Regions from separate parts of the Sus scrofa genome. Here regions 2 and 3 are each linked to region 1. Evidence: chromatin contacts called from public Hi-C and HiChIP or PLAC-seq data. All regions are on one chromosome and are shown on one strand. The core of a region is the stretch at or near the end of the contact, and the rest is flanking DNA. Distances in the headings are between cores, read along the strand shown.

Region 1 (3,074 bases), core at 229-2,728:
ATGTGCCGAGTGAATGAGTGAATGAATGAATGTTTGCTGCACAAACACAGCCAATAGCACCCATCTGCTAGGTCAGGTCACAGTCCCGGGCACAGGGGGATGCCCACTGGGCCCCACTATCTCCAAATTTTGATTTTTTCCTATTATTTCATGCACCGTTTATTTCTTATATTTAACTCTTCAATTTAGCTGGCATTCATTATAAAGTATATCATGTGATGTGAGGTTGTAAATAGATCCCCAACTAACCAGTTTGCAGAATGATCTGTCTCATCGGGGTTGGTTTGTGGGAGGGCTGTTTCCTCTTATATCAGCAGTCGGCCCCTCCTTATATCAGCAGCACAGAGCTGATCTGTTCACCATCTAGATTAGGGACATAGACACTGGAATCAGACAATCTGTGGTCCAACTGCTAGCTCGACCACTTACCAGCTGGGTGCCTTTGGGCAAGAGACTTTGCTTTTCTAAGCATCGTTTCTAGGCCTCGTTTACCCCATCTGCAAAATGGGCTCAAAAGCAGCTTAAAGCCTTCTTCATAGAATGGCTGTGGGACCGAATGGCACCAGCCAGGCAGAGTGTGCAGCCATGAGTCTGGCACACAGTGGGTGTTCAGTTGGTGTCGTTATTGTCATAGATCACAGCCACTTGAAACATGGTCACTCACTGGGCAAACAAGGCCCAGTGGGCATCCCCCTGTGCCCAGGACCGTGCCCTGACCAAGCTGGGCAGCTGGCAGGCAGTCAGCGTCAGTCTCTGGTTCCTGCCCTCCTTGGGGACACAGCACAGTTTTGCACGTGAGGAGAAGCATCAGCAAGTGTGGATGCAATAACTGTCTGAGCCAGGAGGGTCCCCTTTTTTGGGGGGTGGGGGCCCTTCTAGGAAGTGAAGCAGGGAACTGAGCTGCTGCCTTTGGGCCCCCATGTGGACTCTGTCTCCTTAGAGGGGGTGATAAGCATTCCTCAGTAGAATCTTCTTCCAGAAACGTCTGCACACTGACACTTACCGGTCTTGGGGTTCACAGGAATTGGGGAGCTCCAGACAAGAGACGTTGGCCCCTGAGAGCAGGGACCAGCACCTTCACACATCGAGATACCCTTGGAGCTTATTTCAGCGGCTCATTCAGCAGGCGCAAAATAAGTGCTTGTTGATGAGCCGAGATCCACATGACCAGGGCTATGGTGGGAGCAATGTCGGGGGAAGGGTACCCAAAGAGGCGTGGCAGGGGTCCAGGGGGGTTGACTGGCTGCAGACGCTAATCCTAAATGTCTAGAGCTTGAGAAGGAGACATGTTAGGCCTGACTCGCTGGGTGAGTCTGGGCCTCAGTTTCCCCAGCTTGAAAATGGGGAGGGGGTCCTCAGCTAAGCGGGCTTGGGAGAGTGGGAGATCCGCGCGTGGAGAGGGCGCCGCCCCGTCGCCCCCCGAGCCTGCGTGGCGGCAGCGCGCACGAGCGCAGGGGGCGGCGCGGCCCCGCGGCGGGGAGGGCGGGAGCGCGCACGCGGGCCCGCGCAGGCGGCGGCGGAACCCAGCGGACCAGCGTGCGGCCGCGGCGCCGCCAACTCGTGTGGGACCCACTGCTCCTGCCGGCCGCCCGCCGGTCCGTGCGCGGGTCCTTCAGCCCGCAGCCGAGCCCGCCTGCGAGCCGGTGAGTGACCTGGGGCCGGGGCCCGGCCGGATCGGACCGGCGCGGGCCGGGAAAGGGGCGGGGGCCGGGCGGCGGGGCAGTCACCCACACCCGGGCCGAGCAGGGGGGTGCGCGCGCCCGCGCGCGCGCCCGAGGCTCCGCGGGGGAGAGCTGGCGGGTGTGCACGCGGGAGGTCGGGGCGCGCGTGAGCCTTGAGTGTGTCCCGGGCCGTGCGTCGGAGCGTGCGTGGGCGGCGTGTCCATCTGTCCCTCCGGGTGTGTTCGCAGGAGTGTGCGCGTGCCTGTGGCCGAGTTGGTGCGTGTGCACATGGGAGCGTTGTGATCGTGGGGTTTGGTGTGAATGAGTGCGGGGCGAGTGGGCATGGCTGCCATTTGTCCATTTATTGAGTGTTTACTATGTGCCAAATGCTTCTTGTGGGATCTCATTTTTGTGACGGAGAACGTGTGGGTTCTGGGGCTATGTGTGCGCACACACACGAGTGAGTGCCCACAAGTGATTTGTGTGCGGACTTAGGAGCCCATGAGGACAAAAGTGTGCACATGTGGCTGTGAGCGTGTACTTTGTGTACAGGAGTGTTCAAGTATGTTTACTCTGGGGGCTGAGGGTCCCCTTTGCGCCCCCCAGGCTTACTGTGTGATGAGCTGGTGGAGAAGCAGGCCCGGCCTGAGCACCCAGTGGGTGCTGGGCCTTGTTTGGTGAAGGAGAGGCCAGAGGTCACATTGCAGAGCCCAGCGGGGCCTGGGTAGGGCCACTGGCAGGCCCCTCCGTGGGGCTGTGGTGGGCCTGGTGGAGCTGCTTAGCTTGGCCCTGGAGGACTTGGATTCATTTTCCTAAATACTCTTCTGGGTCTCCTGGCTTTGTTCTTGCCCCTTTCTGGCCCTGGTGAATTTTAACCCTTTCCCCAGGCCTGGGGTGTGGCTGACCCTGGGGAGACCAGGGGCCCAGAGACACTTGGCTGTATTATCTAGGGGTCTCTCTCTGCCTGCCTTGCAGAGTAGATAGATACTCATCTGATTCTTTGTATCAAGCCTGAGCACCAAGTATGAGCCCCCAAGACAGTAAATTGATCACAGCAGGCTTGGGACACTGTTTTCCAGGGTCTGTCCTTGCAGTTTTGACTGACAGGTTTTTTTTTGGTGTGTGTGCTTTATAAATGTTGGAAATCTCTGCAGTCGAAAGTCTTAATTGCTTTAAGGCAAACTTTAGAAACTCTGGAGCGCCCTAGTTCCTCTGGATTGTCAAAATTCAACCTGCCTTTCTGAGGGGAACATGTCGTCTTAGGAGCTCAGTGTGTGCGCAGGCGAACCTTGGAGGCACATTTAAAAACCGTGGCGTTAATGGAAGAAGAATTTCATTGAAAGGGATGCAGAGCCGGCTGGAAGCGCCTGTTCCCAACGCCCTGCAGTTTACGGAGTGAACTTTGGATGTCTT
Region 2 (3,074 bases), core at 350-2,849, 99 kb after region 1:
CCGTCCAACTGTCATGAATCTAACAAAGGTGGCCGTGGAAGTCGCGGGACACAGGAACAATCTCATCTCTTCCACTTACCTGGTCCCCTTCTTGTTGGGCACGGAGTACGGGCGGAGAAAATCCAGCTTGCTCTTGCTGATGACACAGAGATCAATGTTACTTCCAGACCCCAGGTCATTGAAGATGCCGGCGGCTATGGCTTCACTCACTAGCTGCTTGGCTTCCTCCTCCTGAGAAAGAAAAGAACAATGTCCACAGTCAAATGGAGGGGCTGCTCTGCTGTCCACAGCGCTGTCACGAGCAGGAAGGGAAAGGGGGGGAGCCTACCTATGAGGCAGGCATTGTTTTAGAGATGAACCAAAGGTCTCAAAGCTCCTTGAGGATTTGCCCCAGGTTCCTCAGCTGGTGAGTCAGGGCCCCTTTACCGCACACGCCCTCTCTTCAACACACCGCTTCACACCAGACGCTCACCGCCTAACTGAATCCTGTGGGCTGACAGAGCAATTTATCACCTAAAACGGGGGGTGGTAAACCTTCCTTACAAAGGACCAGGTAGTAAATATTTTAGGCTTTGTGAATATAGAGTCTTCACCATAACTACTCAACTCAGTCATGGCAGCACAATCAGCCACAGACAGTCTGTAAACAAATGGGCATGACCGTGTGCCAACGAAACTCCATTAAACAAAAATGAACGGTAGGCTGGATTTGGGTCCATGGGCAGACCCGTGATCAAAAATGTCCCCAAGTGGCTGCGATCTGCTTCCTGGGTAACACAATGAAGAAAGTCAGTATCACAGGGAAAAAACTAACACCAGAACATAATGGTTCTGGGGAAATGTTGGCAAAGCCAAGGGTGGGGACCTCTTGCCCCAAAAACTCTATCACCTCCTACTAATGAGAACGCACGTTCACTAAAGTGATTCATTTTTGGAATCACTCTCTTTCATTTCTCCTTTAAGGGCAAGTCTAAGTCTCCCACAGTTACTGGTGAACAAGTAGATGAATTCATTTCTTATCCAAAGGCCTATCACTTGCAGGGTCCTGTACCCAAGCTAGGGATGCAGAGATGGGCAAAGCCTCCAAGACCCCTGCCCTGCAGGGGTGTAGAGTCCAGTGGGATCAAGAGACCCAAGGAACTACAACGCAGTGTAGTGAGAGTTAATTGATAACTGAAAAGGAGCTGTGGGAACCGGCTGGGTCAGCAAAGCCTCAGGGAGGGCTGAAGACAGGCTGCACACCAGACATTCAGAAAACAGGGCAGTGAAACAGAAGACCAGCAGCAGCAAGGCAAGTCCTGGAGAAATGCCAAGTTCAAGCTCTTTACACAACAAGGACCAAAAAAAAAAAAAAATCTCCCAAAGAAGAGACTATTAATATTAACTTCAGCTCCTTCCCAGGCATGAGGGGCCATATACATGCAAGATGAACTAAAGGAACATCCTGGGAGAAACGCCAGTGCCAGGCCCCAAATTCCAGTCTGACATCAAAGAGCAGGTTCACTGGCTTCAAGTCACGAGAAGATCTGAGAGATCACTCTCAGGCCTCCTGCTCCCCTGCCTGCCCTAAGCCAGTAAGTGGGATGCCAGTGACATGAGCGCCCTCTGCAGACTCACAGAAGGATAGAGAAGGCCCTGCTGGAAGTGGGATCCTCAGCAACCCAGCAGCAGGGGCTGGGGGTTATTCTGATCTTGATCCCACCAGATTTTTTTTTCACTTCCTGAGCAGTACCTATGTGGGGCCAATGAAACCAGTTATCCTCTTGCGCAGATAGAGCCCTGTAGGATTCATTCAAACAGGATCCTCTGATAGGAAATTCTCTGCTGAGAGTCCCAAGTCTATAGAGGCCAAAGGCCTTACCAGCAACCAGTGAAGGTGGGAGCAAAGAAAGCATCTCAGAGCAGGAGATGGTTGCTGCTGCTACTGCTGCTGCCACAGAGACAGCAAAAACCAACCACTAACTTCACAAATGCAACCCCATTCCAACTTGCTTCTCTTAATAAACAACGTGTGTGTGCGTGTGTGTCTTGCTTGTTACATCCTTCTCCTGATCTACCACCTCCTCTTCTCCTCCTTTCTCTGCTGTTCTATTATTTCCTTTGCTTTCTTGTCACTGCTGCTGGTGCTTGGAGCCAGCCAACAGTGCTAAGTAGACGTCACAAATCCTGCTGGCAGTGGTTACAGCTCCGCAGGTTTAAATTTCTCAAACTAGTTTATATTTGGGGATGGGAATGGAAGATTTATTTTCCAAATATTCCTTAATGTGAGTAGATGAACTTATGAAACTTAAAAATGTGTAAAAGGTACTGTGTAGAGCCTGATTTACTCATAAAATTATCGTATGTGCTATTATTTAAGTATGTCTTTAAAAATTAGGGAACATACATTTAACCCCATCCATCTCCCCATTATAGGGAAGATAATTCCTTAAGGAAGGAAATCTCACAAGTCTTTTTTTTCCCCCCAGTCCTACCTCCCTCTCACATACACAGGGCTGAAGATTTATGAAAGGAGTGAACCTTACAATTTACTGAGCACTTAGTATAATGTGCCAAGTACTGAGTTAGGCAGGCACTTTGATGATCATCAATTTTACTCCTGCCCTTAACCACCTTCTGAGGTTGGTACTGTCAAAAACTAAGGCTGAGAGAGCCCACAGGGTCGCACAGTAGGAAATAGTAAGACAGGTCCATTGGGCTCCAGAGCCGGAATGCCAGGGCACCACACCAGCTCACAAGTAGCCTGACTCAGCTGTGAGCTCCTTGGCACGTCGGGGACAGGAGACAGCTGTCTCTTGATGCAGGTGTCGCTCCCCCATCAGCAAGGATCTTCAGAACCTGAGCAAGTTTAAGAGAAGGATGGTGGCTGCCCATCTCTCTCTGGGCCAACCAGCAGCCCCTCTGATGGTCATTTCCACAGTTTCCCAAAACCGCCCAGAGACCACCACCTACACATTTCTACAGTGTAATACGGCGGAGAGAGAGCAATATTCAGATCCAAAGTCTTACTTCATATATCCCCCACCCCCAGCAAAAACCCTCAAAAGGCAAATCGGGTAAAAATTACTAAGGCT
Region 3 (3,074 bases), core at 419-2,918, 83 kb before region 1:
AAAATCTCAGATCCTGCATAGTTCCTGGCAGTCCTCCTCTGCACTGAATCAGACCTGATCCCATGGCCAAGAGAATACTGCAGAAGTGATGTTATGTGACTTCGAGACCAAGTGTTCAGAGATGATACAGCTTCTGCCCTCTTCTCCTGGGATGCTCATGCTTGGTTCCCAGTCGCCATGCTGTGAGGAAGCTCAAGCTGCCCTGAGGAGAGGCACCCACAGACAGTGACTCAGCCCTCACCAGCTTGTTAGAAATGTGAGTCAGCCAACCTGGAAGTTGAATTCTACAGCCTTCCAACATCTTCCTGAAGTTGCAGGCTCAAATCCCCAACTCAGAGAAACCATGAGAAAGATTACTGTTGTTTTAAGCCATTACATTTGGGGCTGATATATCATGTGGCAGAAGTCACTAGTACATGGGACGCAGCCCTCATCCCCTCAGTGGCAGGGTTGTCCAGCAGAGGGATATTCTGAGCTTTCCTGAAATCCCATGTGGTGTGGACGTTGAGGTGAGAGTTGGCAGACCTGCCATGGGCCTCTGAGCTTCAGTTCATCCATCTCTATAATGGGAGATGCTAAGGGTGCCTCCTTCCTAGGATTGTGGTAAATATTCCATGAGATAATCCACGTAAAGCACACCGCAAAGTCCGACAGGAAGTCAACTTTTGTGACTTGCAAACTCCATCATGAGCGTGTATTGCTTTAAATGATTTAGAGAGATTAAAATTCAGACAACCAAAAGAATAATCACTCATAATCACACCACTAGATGAACAACAAATAACTTTTTTGTCACACACATCTGCTTCACATCTTCTTAAAATTACACAGTCATACAGGCATACGTTCTCCCGTGAGAAAGGAACCCAAACATTACAGATGAAGCTGGAACCCTCCTGATCACCCCCAGGTCCCACTCTCCTGGACAGGCCTCAGCAGGAGTGTGGTACGTCTACCTCTGGACCAGTTTTTCTCCCAATGCTACTTGCAATGTCACCTGCACAGTTAGCCCCACCTCCGTTATCAGCACTACAGAGTCATGGTGTCACCTGCAGTCAGCCCCATCACACCATGTCAAACCAACACACACCAACTATTTGTCACCTGTGTGTGGAGAGGCTACAAACAGGCAACATTTCTCCCTGGTGTCATCCCCGCCCAGGCACGCAGTGTCCCCCAGCTCGGTGACATTCAGTGCTTTGCAGTCCTATACTCCATCAGTTGCGCCATGTGGCGTGACATCACACACACTGTCACTTGGACACAGGCAGACCCCTCCCCCCTCGGAGCCCCGCCCACAGGCCTCCTGACACCCTGGGCGCTGCCGCAGTCCAGGCCCTTCCTCCCGCCAGTAGGACCACCATTCAGCCTTCTTCTCCATGAGCCGAGGAAGCCAGGGCGCTGAGGAAGCGAAGCAAATGCAGAGAAAAGGCTTTGTTCTTTGTGGGCAGGTCATTAAGGGGAGCTGGAGCCCCTCTGCCAGCCCCTCCCCTCCAACAAAGGAACAAAACAGCAGCTATTTTTAGATTCATGTCAAACTCAGACCATGGGGTGGGGAGTCCCCAGAGAGAGGAGAGAGAGGCATTTGCGAGGGCTCTAATGAGCGGCAGCAGCCGTGCGGCCGACTCTCCAGGCAGCTGGCCCCCATCTCTGCCGCCAGGGGAGGAGCCAACCCCGGATGTTCCGGAGACAAAGAGAGGGCCGAGACAATGAGAACAATGCCCGGCCTCCAGGACGCCTGGAGGTGGGGGGAGCATCCCCCACTGTGGAAGGAGGTGCCATTGGCCCAGGGCTTGGGCCTCAGGACGCTCCCGCCCTTGTTGAACCCACAGGCACCTCACAGGCCCCAGTTCCCAAAGGAGGCTACCTGGGATGAGCTGCTTGCCAGGAAGCGCCTGGCTCTTCCTACAATACAAACCTCTCGTGATGGGCAAATTTGGGATCCTCCAGACCGAAGAATGAATCCCAGCTGTGCCTCTTGGAGCTGTGCGGTCTCAGCTTCCACACCTGTAAAATGGGAACCATCACTCTCACCTCCCAGGTGGTGTGAGGCTTCCAGGAAGTAAGAACCGGGCACACAGTAGGTCCTCAGCCCACTGAGCTGTGAGCTCCTCACAGAGCAAGGCCTTCATCTCCCACCCTGGGCTGGAAAGCCCAGCATACTGCCTGGCACACAGTAGGTGCTCAGCAAACTTTGTGAAGAGGTTAGTGGAGGGTCCTTACCAGCCTTCCACCCTATGGGCTTGCCCCAACTTGAGTCACCCTCTTTCCAAGCCCTGCTCCTAGTGTCCACTTGGAAAGAAATTTGCCCGCTGAGACCAAATCACTGGTCCGCGGGTGTCACCTTTCCGGGCTCGGAGCCCTACACTGCAATGACAGAGTCCGGCCACCAGGGGGCGCAGTCTCTTAAGGTTTCTGCACCAGCCCAAGTCGTTCCTGCCACTCAGGGGCCAGGAGGTCTGGAGACAGTAGAGCTCACCAGACGGGGTGCCTGGCCACCCCCTCAGCTGGAGATCTTGGAGCTCTTCTCCCAAAACTCCGTGGAGGAGCAGCATTACAACGAAGCCTGTCATCTCGCAATGGTTAGAAAGAAGCACTTTGCAGGCGTAACCAGCTTCTCCCGTTTTGTGGTGTCCTGTCCTCACAGCCTGTGGTGACCCATTGCTGCCCCATGCTTACCCCACCAGTTTCAGGATTTCCTGTTCTGTCACCCTCCCTCCCCAGCCAGAGAAGCCCAGGCCACCAGAGCCAGAAGCTCCTCAAGTTGATCTGCGGGTTCAGGAGTCCCATTTTACAGATGAGAAAGCTGAGGTCCACGGAACAAACCTCAGGGGTACACAGTGAGGAGGCGGCTGAAAACCTAGGTCCTCTTTTTCAACGTATGCCATCCTCACACGTGAGCTGTTTTTCTGTTGTTCTAGGGGAAGGAAAAAGAGAAAGGAAGATTTTCAAGGTCTTATTCTGATCTAGGTCTTTGGCCTTCCTCTGTACCTCATTATTTCATCGAACCCTCTACCCACCCCTCGAATAAGAAGTTATTGTCGCTACTTATGGATGAGGAAACTGAGGTCTGT

What was found. Hi-C and Micro-C count contacts between places; a contact is called where the count stands out from the background. HiChIP or PLAC-seq counts read pairs in DNA pulled down with a chosen protein or histone mark.
Region 2: a Hi-C map of alveolar macrophages shows a contact between it and region 1, with 1.9 times the contacts expected there. The contact joins the enhancer-like site here to the promoter of NEK6 in region 1. A contact is called at or near these places in 5 of 47 Hi-C or Micro-C datasets (alveolar macrophages, blood, embryonic fibroblasts and 2 more) and 1 of 2 datasets of contacts at active chromatin or transcription factors (alveolar macrophages).
Region 3: an H3K27ac HiChIP or PLAC-seq map of alveolar macrophages shows a contact between it and region 1. The contact joins the enhancer-like site here to the promoter of NEK6 in region 1. A contact is called at or near these places in 1 of 5 promoter capture datasets (liver), 4 of 47 Hi-C or Micro-C datasets (alveolar macrophages, blood, embryonic fibroblasts and 1 more) and 2 of 2 datasets of contacts at active chromatin or transcription factors (alveolar macrophages and skeletal muscle).

Annotation. Positions count from the first base shown.
Region 1 is chr1:265,076,929-265,080,002 of Sscrofa11.1, forward strand. It overlaps NEK6 (serine/threonine-protein kinase Nek6), which reads left to right and starts at 1,479. Exons shown (of 10, transcript XM_003122163.5): 1 at 1,479-1,643.
Region 2 is chr1:265,175,567-265,178,640 of Sscrofa11.1, forward strand. PSMB7 (proteasome subunit beta 7) reads right to left here. Exons shown (of 8, transcript NM_001097476.2): 7 at 80-231. Among named protein-coding and RNA genes, the nearest start is that of PSMB7, 58 kb to the right of the region's middle. Within about 2 kb of position 1,600, at least 5 of the 83 cell types and tissues checked have an H3K27ac peak or open chromatin away from gene starts, as enhancers often do. A contact at or near this core is called in alveolar macrophages, where this site is marked.
Region 3 is chr1:264,993,918-264,996,991 of Sscrofa11.1, forward strand. No RefSeq gene overlaps it. Among named protein-coding and RNA genes, the nearest start is that of NEK6, 83 kb to the right of the region's middle. Within about 2 kb of position 1,669, at least 14 of the 83 cell types and tissues checked have an H3K27ac peak or open chromatin away from gene starts, as enhancers often do. A contact at or near this core is called in alveolar macrophages, where this site is marked.